4 separate regions of the Sus scrofa genome follow, and regions 1, 2 and 3 are each linked to region 4. A link is a contact called in public HiChIP or PLAC-seq and promoter capture Hi-C data. All regions are on one chromosome and are shown on one strand. Each heading gives the region's core, a stretch centred on a gene start, on an enhancer-like site or on the middle of the called end of the contact. The rest is flanking DNA. Distances are from core to core; before and after follow the strand shown.

Region 1 (3,106 bases), core at 113-2,612, 650 kb before region 4:
CAGAAACACAGCCTTCACTATCTAACGGCCCCAAACAAAATTGCTGGTCCCCTCCATTCCGCTAAACCTGCCCTACCTCAGGAAATGACACCAGCCTCCACCTAGATGATCAGACAAAAATAAAAAACAAGGGGGTTAACATGCTATGAGAAACCTGGTAGTATGAAAAAGGCACCAGGTAAGAAAAGAAACAGAGTGATTTCAAAATGAGTGCTTTTAGGTTGAACTTGTCTTGTTTCTTCTACTTCCACATTTCCTTTTTTTTTTTTTTTAACCTTTTTTGGAGAGAGATTTATTGAGAGAGATAAACAGAGTGGGCCATCTCAGAAGGCAAGGGAGTGGCCTCTACTTCCATACTCTCAATGAGACCATCAAGTGTGACACACCTAGTAGTTCTGTTACTGTTTTCTTTTGTTCTAAGAAAAATAAATGTATCAAACACATACTCTAAGCTCGTTCAGTACTCACAAAAATCCCATGAGATACTATTATTTTATCTGCCAAACGTGGGCCAGGGGTAAACTGAGGCACAGAGAGAGGCACCCAGCGGTATCATTCAGACCATACATCGGCATTTTCCTAAAACACTTCACTTATAACGGAATGTAATGGAAGAAAACCCCCCTCTATGAATGCAAGGCCATTAAGCATCAAGTCACTGTAACTAGGCACCAAAATGTGTCTGGAAGCCAAGCCTGATGCACATTGTAAAATGCAAACCTGGGGCTGCCTACAACCTACACTGGAGCGGCACATCGTTTGCACACGAACTCCGACGCCCGGGCAAAAGGCCCAGGAAGCCTTTGTCTTTGCACACGACCCCCAAAGATGTAGGCACCCCCTGCAAGTTGTGCCTCGCCGCGCCGGGAGGCCTGGAGGGGACCGGCGGGACCATCTCGGTCGCGCGCGGTGGCGAGGCCCACGACGCATGCGTGGCCCGGGCGCTTACCTGGTGCGCCGGGTGCGCAGGAATAAGACCAGCAGCAACAGGGCCGCGGCGAGAGCCAGGCCCCGGGGGCTGAGTAGCTGCGGCAGCCACGGCTCCGGCGAGAAGCGGCCCATGCCCGCCGACGCGTCTTCCGCCGTCTGGATGGCGCGCGGCTGCGGGGACAGCGGGGGTCTCTCTCTCTCTCTCTCTCTCCCTCCCGGGGCGGCGTGGCCGGAGACTCTGCAGCCGGCGGAAGGTCAGGGTCCGAGCCCGGGAGGCTGGCCTGGCCGCGGCTTCGCCTGGAATGTCACCGAGGGCCCCCGGGCCGAGTCTCAAAGTTCCCGGACTCCCCTCCCCCTGCACACCCCCCTCCCACACGCACCGCCCCGCTCGACTGCCGCCTCCCGCCAGCAGCTTCTGGAAAACGGCGCGCCGGCCCCCCGGGGCAGGAAGAAGGGCCAAAGAAGAGGGGGAAGGGGCTAGGACTTCCTGAGCACCAGCCTCCGAAGGCCTGAGGGAAGGGGATTTCAGTTCTGAGTCGAAAGTGAGTCGCTCGGGTTCGTCATCTCTTTAGCCCGCGCGCCTCGGGAGGCTAAGGAACCGGGAGCGGGGTGGGATGGGATCCGGCCCCAGGGATCCCGTAGGCACCCTCTGACCCCGGGGCTTCGCTGCCCTCCACTCGCCGCGCGGCTCCCGCGCCTCGTGTGCGCCCAGAACTGTCTTTGAGGCCCGGAGTACGTGGCCCAGGGTCGGGCTCCAGCCCCGGTCCTGATGGGGCGCACCGTCCAGGAGGACAAAGAGGAAAGGAGCTATACCGAAACAGACGCTAAGGTACTAAACACAAGTCGTCCAAGGCCCGCAGGTGGACTTTTGAAAGCATAAGGGAGAAACTTTGAGAATTTCTTTTCCTGAGTCACGGTCATTCACCACCAGGGACTTCACACGTGTGTCGTTTATGCTCCCCACCAAACTTGGAATGGAATTTTTAGCCACGTTTTAGAGAACAGATAATGAAGCGCTGGTTAACAACTTACGCTAGTCACTCAATTGATAAGTAACAACCGTTCTAATCAGGGCTGTTCCAGTACCACTGAGTTCTTTCCTCTCTGTTAAGATTTTATTTGAGCAGGTCTCTGGACTTTTAGAGCAGCTTCAGAAGCTCCGTTCCCCTGACCTTTGAGTTTTCCAGCCCAGCCTCCCCATTGCCATTCCCTACAACACTGACCTGTCCAGCTTTGACCCTGTTCAGAACTCTTGATGGTTGCCTTTTTGATAAAGTCATAAATCTTCGACCTGCAGTGAGAAGCCCTCCACAGTTTGTCTCGTGCGTGCCTAGTACAGTTGCATGTTCATGGAAGTCTGAGTCGCTGGTGCCTTGCCATCAGCCCTTTTACACCTTTGCTTTTGATATTCCCTCTGAAAAATATTTCCTCTCTCCTCTAAATACAAAAATTCTACGTACCTCTCAAGGCCCAGCTCAAATCCCACTTCCTTCTAGAAATTATTCCTAACTCATTTTTTAATGAATCTCTCCCATCTCCATACTTTTATACTGTCTCTATTTATCATTCCATTCTTTGTCCCTCTATATCTGAGTTATTTCTGTCTATGTCTGTCTTGCCTGCTTTAGGTAAGAACCATCTCTTAGACGACCTTGTCTGCACCTACTTTGCCGTCTGTGATCTGGTCCACCACCCTGGACTTGAGATAATGTAGTTGGAAGTGCTTCACCTGTGCCTGGCTCTTAGTTGGTGCTCCAACACTGGATTACTGCTGTGTTGATTTCCTAAGCCTTAAAGCTGGGAATGATTGGGTGAGCATGAGAATGTTAATCTTTGTGAGTTTCTTCATCTTTGACTTTTATGCCAGGGTTTTTCTACTGCCTCTCCTGTCTCCTGTCATAGACTCAATGTTCCAGGAGATCCAACTGCAACAGGATCCAGGTGCTATTAGATCCAATGACTATTCTGTCTCCTCCAAGAAAAAGCAAATTTGTTTCCATTACTGCCTGGCCAGCAGAGCCAGTTTACAGAGTGGTACCCATGCCGAGCATTTCTGCACTCATTGCAGAAAGCCCTTCTCACTCATTTTCACAAGAATTCTCAATTTTTGTACTTTCGTTTTCCATTTGATGTCCTGGATGACTCTTCTGTTTGAAAATGGAGGTTAAAGTGTTCA
Region 2 (3,397 bases), core at 309-2,808, 850 kb after region 4:
AATCTAACAAGGACTTGATTATATTCTGTGCTGATTTCTGCCAAAATGCCTTGCATATAGATGCTTAACAAATGAATAAAGCCACAAATATTATGTGCAATTATTGCCAATTTTTAATGGAGATCTGCAATGAATAAATCTAGCATTAAAATTCAATTTAGGAAATACACTTCCAGTTAAGACTTTGAGGCTATGGATCTAGGTAAATAAAAACCATTTGGAAATCCTGTCAAACTTCTCTTCATGTTTATTTAATAATCCTGACAAAAAGGGCCCTAGTTTTTTGTCATCTAAGTGATTACTACACACAATTTAGGAGTAGCTACTGTAGTGACATATTAACAAAGATGACATGCATAAGTTCAATCTAGCAAGTTTCCAACAAAAGCCATGTCCTGTCTCTGTGCAACACTTCCGTAGACACACAAAATATTAAGTGAATCAAACACATTGTTTTATTTTAAGATCAAGCTACTGGCGGTAACAGTGTGACATCTCCCAGTAGAGGATATTAAATACATATATATATATATATATATACACATAACACTAAAACCATGAGGATGGTAATTACAGAAAACATCAAAAAGAGCCTCTCTACTCATGATTCCTCAGAGGATTTCCATACCTTTCAAGGTGGCAGAGATGGCCGAGGGGTCCCCACCTATATTTAACACAAGAGTTCCTATTTTTAACAGGTCCAGTAATTCAGAGAAAAAGAGGCCCTCTGAATGCCACTTTGAGGTCGTCCGGCCAGGTCAGTACCCCAGCCTCACCAGAGGAGCGGACTCCCTGAAAGCACACAGACTTACCTGCCAAGAAACTCCCACCAAGAACTTGCCGCGAGAGATTGTGGGTCCGGACGTGCGCTGGGGGGGGAGAAGGGACTCAAGGAAGCAACCCGGGCATCTGTTGCTCACTTCGTGAGTCTTAAACACACCGGTCCCCGACTCTCCACACGTCACAGCTGCGCTCCGGCCAGCGTGCCGAAGCGGCTGTGGAGCAGCGGGCAGGATAACCTCGGCCCGGGCTAGGCAGGGCCTGGTGGGGAAGCGGCGGGAAAGGCAGGATGATCTGAGCCGAGACTGTGCCGACAGGCCTGGAGAAGGGGATGTCACCCACCTGCGCGACCTCTTCGCCATCCTTCAAGTACCGCATAGGCGCAGGCTGGGCGGGGACGCAGTTCAGCCTCCTCCAGCCTCAGGCGAATGCTCCTTCTCCCCAACCCTCCCGCCGCTTCACTCGCTCACGCTCCGAGGCGACCGAGTGCGGAACTCAAGTTCCCGGCAGAGCAGGACGGAGGGGCGGACCGAGACCCGCCCCCGGCCCGCAGCGCCGCTCCTAGCCCCGGCCTGGCCCGGTCAGGGATACCCCCAACATGTCAGCAGGCGCGCTCCTGCCCTCCGCTGGCCGCTCCCCCTGCCTCTCAACCTCCTTGCCGCGGTCCCAGCGCGGCTCCGCCGCGGGAGCCGACCCCCGCCCTCTCCCCGCAGCGAGCCGCTCTGCAGGGCTCGCAGCCTCCTGCAGGGTTTTGTCCGCACCGCCGAATCTCGCGCCCAGCCTCCCTCAAGAGCCGCCGTTTGAATCTGCGCACGCGGCCCGGAACCTCATTGGCTGTGGCGGCGGCACGCGGGGGAACGAGGGCGGGGCCGGGAGAGCGCGCGCGACTGAGGGCGGGGCTGGGGAGCTGGAAGCCGGGACTGGAACTCGCGGGAGCGGGGGAAGGAGCTGGGAGCGAGGGGGTGGGGCCGCAGGCGGGGCTCGCGGGTCTAGCTATGACAGGACCCGGAGCGCGCCCAGCGCCGCACCGCGAGGGGGCGGGGCGCCGAAGGCCGCGCGGGGCCTACTGGGAAAGCAAGTTCCAGGCTCGCGGAGAGGCTATCTGGCCGGAAACGCGGCCTGAGCCCAAATTTAACGGGATGCGGCACTGTTGTCCCTGGGGGTTGAGCTGTCCTGTCAGGGATTGTCCCCGCACCCTTCTCTCGGCCACAGCTGCTCACTCCTGGGGTGCATCCCTCCTGTTAGGAGGCGCGGTCTTCGGATTTGAGACAAATCTAACTATAAAATTTGCGCGGCCGTTATTGTTTAAGCAAAAATGAGAGCTCTTTTGGCCCAAACTTGGTAGTCAAGATTCTGTAGCAGGAAACTGAACATCAAGACCGAGCAAGAGTGTGACAGGTGGAAAAAGTTTTCAGGTAGACACGTGCTTGGAATGGAAAAGGGAAAAAAACAGGGTCTGCGGCTGGTCTTCAAAGAGCTTAATCCACTACCCGGTTCTGCAGGAAATAACTGCGGTGCGCAGTGAAGGAGCCGTGATCCCGGAGAAGAATGCGGGAAGACAGGAATGGACTGGGAATTACGCGCAGATAACCGAGCGCGGTAGTCAACAGGAGAAGGTTATCTTCCTTCGCAGGAGAGAGGGGAGGAGTAAGGAACTGCTGGGGAGGAGCTTCTAGCAGTTACAAGTACGAACTGCTCAGTTTAACTCTTATTAAAGTAGATTAATTACAGTAATGATTAGAAATGCTAAAGGATCCAAATTTGCAAGGTAACATGCTCTACTGCATAGAGCACAAAACCACATGTTAATGTAACAAAACTTACATTTTGCTATTTTGAAATTTTACGCATCAATTTTTGCAAATCAAAGATGCAGGTGCAAATGTGAATTAAGAGGCGCTTGCATGTACTACTTTCAAAACTTAAAACACCTGCCTTTTAATACTTCCTTTTTCTCAAGTTAGGTTTCTGGGACGGTAAAACAGCTTTTCTTTCAAATCATTCTTTATTGTGTTGCTAATTCATTTAAAAAAAAAAAACCCTAATTTAGAAAGTAATGTCGTTTGAAAATAGTTTTCTTATATACTCCTAGGTCTTAATACTCTGCTTATTTACATCCTAAAAGGAAACCGTCTTTCTGCTATATTTAGGCTACAGTCAGTTTTATACAGAATACCTTTTTAGAGCTTGAAGACAGGTATTTTAGATTTTGACAGCAAACTAAATTCCCCTCACTTTAAAGGTAAACATAACTCCTCAGAAAGATAACATTACAAATTCATTTAAACTAGTTATAAAAAGACAAAATGTGGAATTAAAGTGGCTCACAGTTATTTCAGTACACATACTCAAATATAACCTGACACTGGGGGGGGGCGGTTAAATCAAAATGTTTAATAAAGAATTTTTATTCAGAGTATATAAAGAATTCTCAAAACTTAATAATGAGTTTGGTGAGATTGTAAATGGGTGCAACCACTGTGGAAAGCAGTATGGAGATTCCTCAGAAAACTAAACATAGAACTACCATTTGATCCAGCAATCCCACTCCTGGGCATCTATCCAGAGAAAACCACGACTCGCAAAGACACATGTACGCCAATGTTCATTGCAGCAC
Region 3 (2,956 bases), core at 333-2,832, 680 kb after region 4:
AATCTTGAAAATGCTTTTGGAAAAGAGAAAAAATATTATAACCCAATTCCTGGGGCATAAAACATGCTCACTAAATGTTTAAAGAGTGAATAAACAAAGCAGAACTGAGGAAAAACAGTGAGCTCAAGAAGAGACGAAACTCAGGGGGGCAGATGTGATAGATGGGGCTGTAGCTAAAGCCCTCTTGAGCTCACCCTCAACTAAATCTATTCCAAACAGCGATATCTATATTCATGGGTTAATTCTCCAACTAATCCCTTCTTCAGTAATCCAATTAAGATAAAATAAAACCTGTAAACCACACAACCAGCAGTGCCTCCCAAACTTGACCATACTCATCACCTAGCTATCTTGTTAAAAATGAAGGTTCTAAATCTTTACATTTGGGGTGAGGCCAAAGAGTCTACATTTCTAAGGCCCAGGTCACCACACCACACTTTTCAAGTATCAAGAGCCTGTAAAACATTGCAGAGAATATTCATGTAGTCTTAAAGCCAGCGTTAAAATAAATCCTGCTCCCAGCTTCCCTAGTTGTAAAACCTTAGACGTCATTTTACCTCTCTGAGTCTTCTGTTGTCATCAGTGGAATATGATGAATTACAGTAACTAACACTTACTGAATGCTTACTATGTGCCAGTAACTAATGCTTCATATTTATTAACTTATAGGACTTATATTAAACAATCCGTCCAAAGCAGGTACAATAAACATGGATCTTATTCTAGGTCGTTTAATTCAAGAGCCTGGTGTTTAATCACTGTGTAAGATTGCCCTTCCAGCCACAGCTCCTCAAGCCATTACGAAGATTAAACAGTAATTGGTATTTAGCTCACCTTCAGAGCACTGATATCCAGACCCTAGAGTAAGCTCCCTTGGGGGCATATTAACTCATTTATCTTTATAGTGGCCCTAGGAGGTAGGTACTATTAGTACTTTCATCTTACGGGTTTTAAAATAGGGCCAAATAAGTTAAACAGTTGAAGTTCAAACACCAGCGCAGTCAAGATTGTAACCAAGGCGGTCTAACAGAAGAGCCAGTCGCTCTTTAGCCACTAGCCAGGAGAGGATGTGAGAGGATGTAGCCCGGGGCGGGGAAGACCAGGCATCGGGCGGCTGGGATGGGGTCACGGCCGTGCCCACTCAGAGCTGCCTATGGCTTCCAAAGCAAACCAAGTCTTCGTCTACACTTGGCTTTAAGTACATCCGTGGGAAGGACCTCTGTCGGCCCACACCCAGGGCCCCATGGGCTCTGGTGAAATATAATTTATCTGTTCCCAAGAAGAACTGACTTAGTAAGTATCTTGAGAACTGACTTAACTTAGTGTAACACAGTCGCTCCGAGACCCCCTTATTCTGGGGCCCCCAAAATTTTCACTGCCCCTCCCTCCCTCACGCCACTGCCTAGTGGAAGCCCCGGTGCCAGTCAAACCTTGGACTTCGTAGTGCGCGGGTTCCTCGCTCCTGCTCCGCCTACATCCGGGCTGGAGCCCAAGGGCCGTCTCTAACCCCATCTGTTCTCCAACACCGCCCTCTGCCGGCCCTTCTTCGGGTCGCCCGCGTTGTGAGCCTTTTCCGGCTGCTCCGGAAGTGGAGCTTTCTCTTCCGGGACGAGCGTCTGGGCGACTGCACGTGGCTGTGTTGCCTTGGCCTTTGCCGGCGCTACTGGAGAATTGATTGGAACTGTTACCCCGGAACAGCCGGAGCCATGGAGGGCCAGAGCGTGGAGGAGCTGTTGGCAAAGGCGGAGCGGGACGAGGCGGAAAAGCTGCAGCGCATCACCGTGCACAAGGAACTAGAGCTGGAGTTCGACCTGGGTAACCTGCTGGCCTCCGACCGGAACCCCCCGACCGGGCTGCGGCATGCGGGACCCACGAAGGAGGCCGAGCTGCGAGCCCTGGCGCGGGACAACACGCAGCTGCTCATCAACCAGCTCTGGCAGCTGCCCACCGAGCGCGTGGAGGAGACGCTGGTGGCGCGGCTGCCGGAGCCCACCACTCGACTGCCGCGCGAGAAGCCGGTGCCCCGGCCGCGCCCTCTTACACGCTGGCAGCAGTTTGCGCGTCTCAAGGGCATCCGTCCTAAGAAGAAGACCAACCTGGTGTGGGACGAGGTAAGCGGCCAGTGGCGCCGCCGCTGGGGCTACCAACGGGCCCGCGATGATACCAAGGAATGGTTGATTGAGGTGCCGAGCAATGCCGACCCCATGGAGGACCAGTTCGCCAAGCGTATTCAGGCCAAGAAGGAACGGGTAGCCAAGAACGAGCTGAACCGGCTGCGTAACCTGGCCCGCGCGCACAAGATGCAGCTGCCCAGCGCGGCCGGCATGCACCCTACCGGACATCAGAGTAAGGAAGAGCTGGGCCGCGCCATGCAGGTGGCCAAGGTCTCCACCGCCTCTGTAGGGCGCTTCCAGGAGCGCCTGCCCAAGGAGAAGGCGCCCCGGGGCTCTGGCAAGAAAAGGAAGTTTCAACCCCTTTTTGGGGACTTTGCAGCTGAGAAGAAGAGCCAGTTGGAGATGTTGCGAGTAATGAACAGCAAAAAGCCTCAGCTGGACGTGACCAGAGCCACCAATAAGCAGATGAGGGAGGAGGACCAGGAAGAAGCGGCTAAGAGGAGGAAAATGAGCCAGAAGGGCAAAAGAAAGGGAGGCCGACAGGGTCCTGGGGGTAAGAGGAAAGGTGGCCCACCCAGCCAGGGAGGGAAGAGGAAAGGGGGCGTGGGAAGCAAGATGAATTCCGGGCCGCCGGGCTTGGGTGGCAAGAGAAAAGGAGGGCAACACCAAGGAGGAAAGAGGAGGAAGTAAATTTCAGCCTCGGACTTGTTTGTAAACCAAGAACTGTACTTAATGTTGACATCTAGGCACTGTAGGGGGACACCAAAGATGTGGCCCCTGCCTTCACTGAGCTTGAAGTTAAAGGGACAGCCTTGCCCTCCTCTGAAAATAGTATGTAAATA
Region 4 (3,232 bases), core at 334-2,833:
ATTATGATTTTATAATCACATATATTTTTATCTTTATTTTTATTTTGCTTTTTAGGGCTGCACTCATGGCATATGGAAGTCCCCAGGCTAGGGGTGGAATCAGAACTGTAGCTGCCAGCCTACGCCAACAGCAACATGGAGTTGGAGCTGCATCTGTGACCTACACCATAGCTCACATCAATGCTGAGGAACGCCAGGGATCAAACCCATACCCTCATGGATACTAGTTGGATTCATTTCCACTGCGCCACAACAGGAACTCCCTGTAATCTTATAATTTTAAAAGTGTGATGACTGGAAGATTTCCCCCTAGATTAACTTTTGGCTCAGCACATTTCAAACTCTTTTCTCTTTCTCCACCCATGTGCATCTACTGCCAGGTGCCCTGGGACACATTCATTTATGAGATAGAATAGAGTGTAGCTAGGAGTTTTCCTGGAAGCTATTCCAACACCAGGAGAGTCAGAAATAACTTATCAGGGAAGTGGCTCCAGTTCCATCTCAACTCTTTCCCTCACTCAGATCCCCCAAAAGCCCAGAGCCACTCCAGGGCACCTAGAAGGGAAGTGTGAAGGAAAGGAAATTGGCATGGAAAAAAGCCTTAGCCAATCCCTGTTGAGGACAGCTCTAAGACATATGAGTTTAAAACTACATATGATCATGTGCATTAGGTGCTGGGGCCCCTTTAAAGAGTTGAAAACTACATATGATCATGTGCATTATTAGGTGCTGGGGCCCTTCCTTGGCTCTTGGAGAGAGCTGGTGCAAGTCAATGGCAGATGCTTCATTAGCTTCGCACTAAATCCACCCTAGGAAAATCTCATAAGCAACAAGTGAACTTTGTTAGATATATCGCCATGCTCTGCCCCTGCCCCTTGAGCTCAGATGCTTCTGCTGCTTCATCAGACCCCAGCCCAAGCATTCTCTTCTTCCAGATGCACTCCCTGAGAACCCGGGCAGGCTTAGGCGGGTTTCCCAGCCCCCTCCATACCTGGTTACAACTTTTGGTTATATAAATTAACCTTGTTGTTAGCCCGTAGGCTCACTGAGGGCGTGGTTCAAAGCTCTTTAAAATCTTTGTATTGTCACAGTGGGCCCCTAACAAGCCCTTGTTAAGTAGATGAATTAACGCTTTTGCTGAAGGGGGAAAGCCTCGCCAGGGAGAGACTTGGGCACCCGGATTAAAAACTTCAGAGCTCTGTTGTCTGCTTACGACCTCTGGGATCAATTACAATGGGAGGGTAAGAGAAACAGCCAATCAGCAATAGGCTCTTGAAAAGCCAAACAGAAATAGGTTTCTCCGCTCTACGTATGAATCTTTTGTCAGTCCTACCCATATTACCATGCTTAATATATTGTTAGCTATTAAGTGCAATGATCATATTTTCAAGAGAGAATGAATTGAACCCAGAGTGTCTTGGGATACTCAGCTACTAAAAATCACGTGTCCCAACGAATAAAACTTAAACATGTTAGAACCGAAGACTTGGTAAAGTAAAATCCTAACCCTTCAGGCACTTTGTACAATCCGACAGCCCTACTTCCCCTAGACAAACACACCCGAGATACGAAGTCCGCAAAGGCTGGGTGAGCACAAGTTGCTACACCGCGAGATGAAACAGCTCATTTATTAGCTTAACAAGGGCTAAGATTCACATCTTCTTTCAAGGTAATACACACTTGGGGCTACATTCAGAATGTGGGTCTTTCTTGAGGTTGAAGTTTACAAAGCACTTGCCAAGGCAGAGAACTGAGGACAAAAAGCAAGGTCCACGGGAAAGCCCACGCGATAGCCGAGCCCAACGCGTGCGCACACTGCGAGAGGCCGCTCCAGGCTCGTGCAGCGATCTTCTGGCCTTCCGCTTGCGGCTCCCGCCTCCAGGCCGGAGGGAGCCGTTGATTGGTGAGCCTCGCCCGGGCTCGGGGCGGAGATTGGGTGATTGGCAGCAACGCCCCGGGACGGTCAAGCTGGAAGGTGGAGTAGCTGAAGAAGCCGGCGGGCTGCCTCGCGCCGGAGGTAGAGTGAGGTAAAAACTCTGGAAAGCGGTTGGCTTGGGGTCGAGGAGGCGCCCCGGGGACGGCGGCGGGAACCTTTGGTGACACTCAGGGTAGGAGGTGAAGGAGCCGGGTTTGGGTTTTCGGGGAGGCCGGCGGGCTCCGCGTACCGGTGGGGTGTCCGCGCCGCGGCTGAAGGGAGGCGGAGATGTCCGGGGGCGGCCGTGCTGGCCGAGGGCCCTGCTGGGGCTGGAGCTTTGGCGGAGCGGAGCGAATTCGGCCGACTTGCCGGGCAAGGCAGGACTCACCCACCCGCCCACCTATTCTCCCCATCGCTGCCCCCTTCCTCCCCCGGCCTTTGGTCGGTCGTCGGGAGCCGGCAGTTCGCGCGCCGGCAGTCAGGCAGCGGCCCAGGGAAGGGCCTTTGCGGCAGTTCCCTTGGGTGTTGCGCTTTCCCGGGGGTTCGGTGGCGTGACTCGGCGGGTGCTCCTCCTGTCCGGGCCTCGGGGATTGGGAGGGAGGAGCATACCTGTTGGGCCGCCTGGGAGGCGTAACCAGCCTCAGCTGGCCGGCGTCCCCGTTTCACTTTTCGCCTCTTAGAACTTGCCACTTTGTCTTCCCGACCGGGACCGGGATTTGCATTAAGCCCCAAAGGAAAACAGAAAACACCTCGACCTTTGGACATTTAACAGCACTTTTTATTATGGGAGTCTTCAGACTCTCCAGTGTCACGAGGATAGTAGGAGAGCTCCGTGCACCCATTACCCAATTTAAAATCAGTAACTGGCCAGGCTTGCTCCTTCCCCCGCCCCGATTATTTTGAAGTATATCTCAGACATATTTCATTTCTTGTACATATTTCCTCATGATCAGCAATTGTACTTCTTTTCCAGTCATTTGCTTTGTGGAGAAGTTGAGTAAAATAAGGCACTTTTGAACGTGTAGATAGCGCTAATTTAGTTTGCGCTGCAAGACTGTGGGTAGTTCTCCGAAGGTAGAGTTTCATTACCTGAAAACAAAGGTGCCACATAATCTAGTTTTGTCTGTAGCTTTACTGCTTTTGAGTAGTAATAATAGTACTGATAATTAGCATTTACCGGGTTCTTGGTATGTATGGAACACTGAAATTATCACCTGTTCATTTAACTTTTACAACAGCTGTGTGAAGTGGGTATTGTCCCATTTTACAGATGAGGGGAAAATAGGCTGAGAGAGATTAAACAATTTGCCTGAGGTC

What was found. Promoter capture Hi-C pulls out the DNA fragments that hold promoters and counts their contacts. HiChIP or PLAC-seq counts read pairs in DNA pulled down with a chosen protein or histone mark.
Region 1: a contact with region 4 is called in a promoter capture Hi-C map of liver, with 4 times the contacts expected there. The contact joins the promoter of LOC100738003 here to the promoter of MTFR1 in region 4. A contact is called at or near these places in 1 of 5 promoter capture datasets (liver) and 1 of 47 Hi-C or Micro-C datasets (liver).
Region 2: an H3K27ac HiChIP or PLAC-seq map of skeletal muscle shows a contact between it and region 4, with 4 times the contacts expected there. The contact joins the promoter of MYBL1 here to the promoter of MTFR1 in region 4. A contact is called at or near these places in 1 of 5 promoter capture datasets (fetal liver), 1 of 47 Hi-C or Micro-C datasets (heart right ventricle) and 1 of 2 datasets of contacts at active chromatin or transcription factors (skeletal muscle).
Region 3: a contact with region 4 is called in an H3K27ac HiChIP or PLAC-seq map of alveolar macrophages. The contact joins the promoter of RRS1 here to the promoter of MTFR1 in region 4. A contact is called at or near these places in 2 of 5 promoter capture datasets (fetal liver and liver) and 2 of 2 datasets of contacts at active chromatin or transcription factors (alveolar macrophages and skeletal muscle).

Annotation. Positions count from the first base shown.
Region 1 is chr4:69,614,209-69,617,314 of Sscrofa11.1, reverse strand. It overlaps LOC100738003 (25-hydroxycholesterol 7-alpha-hydroxylase-like), which reads right to left and starts at 1,362. Exons shown (of 6, transcript XM_021089296.1): 1 at 950-1,362. The coding sequence starts at 1,062. It overlaps LOC102167557 (a long non-coding RNA gene), which reads left to right and starts at 1,339. Exons shown (of 7, transcript XR_002343278.1): 1 at 1,339-1,472.
Region 2 is chr4:68,118,239-68,121,635 of Sscrofa11.1, reverse strand. MYBL1 (myb-related protein A) reads right to left here and starts at 1,558. Exons shown (of 16, transcript XM_021089286.1): 1 at 1,123-1,558. The coding sequence starts at 1,142. It overlaps LOC106510063 (a long non-coding RNA gene), which reads left to right and starts at 1,855. Exons shown (of 2, transcript XR_001308193.2): 1 at 1,855-2,195; 2 at 2,283-2,599.
Region 3 is chr4:68,286,839-68,289,794 of Sscrofa11.1, reverse strand. It overlaps RRS1 (ribosome biogenesis regulatory protein homolog), which reads left to right and starts at 1,582. Exons shown (of 1, transcript XM_003125604.4): 1 at 1,582-2,956. The coding sequence starts at 1,707. The coding sequence ends at 2,804. The region is part of intron 1 of LOC110260284 (a long non-coding RNA gene); the gene reads right to left.
Region 4 is chr4:68,968,349-68,971,580 of Sscrofa11.1, reverse strand. MTFR1 (mitochondrial fission regulator 1) reads left to right here and starts at 1,583. Exons shown (of 7, transcript XM_021089295.1): 1 at 1,583-2,017.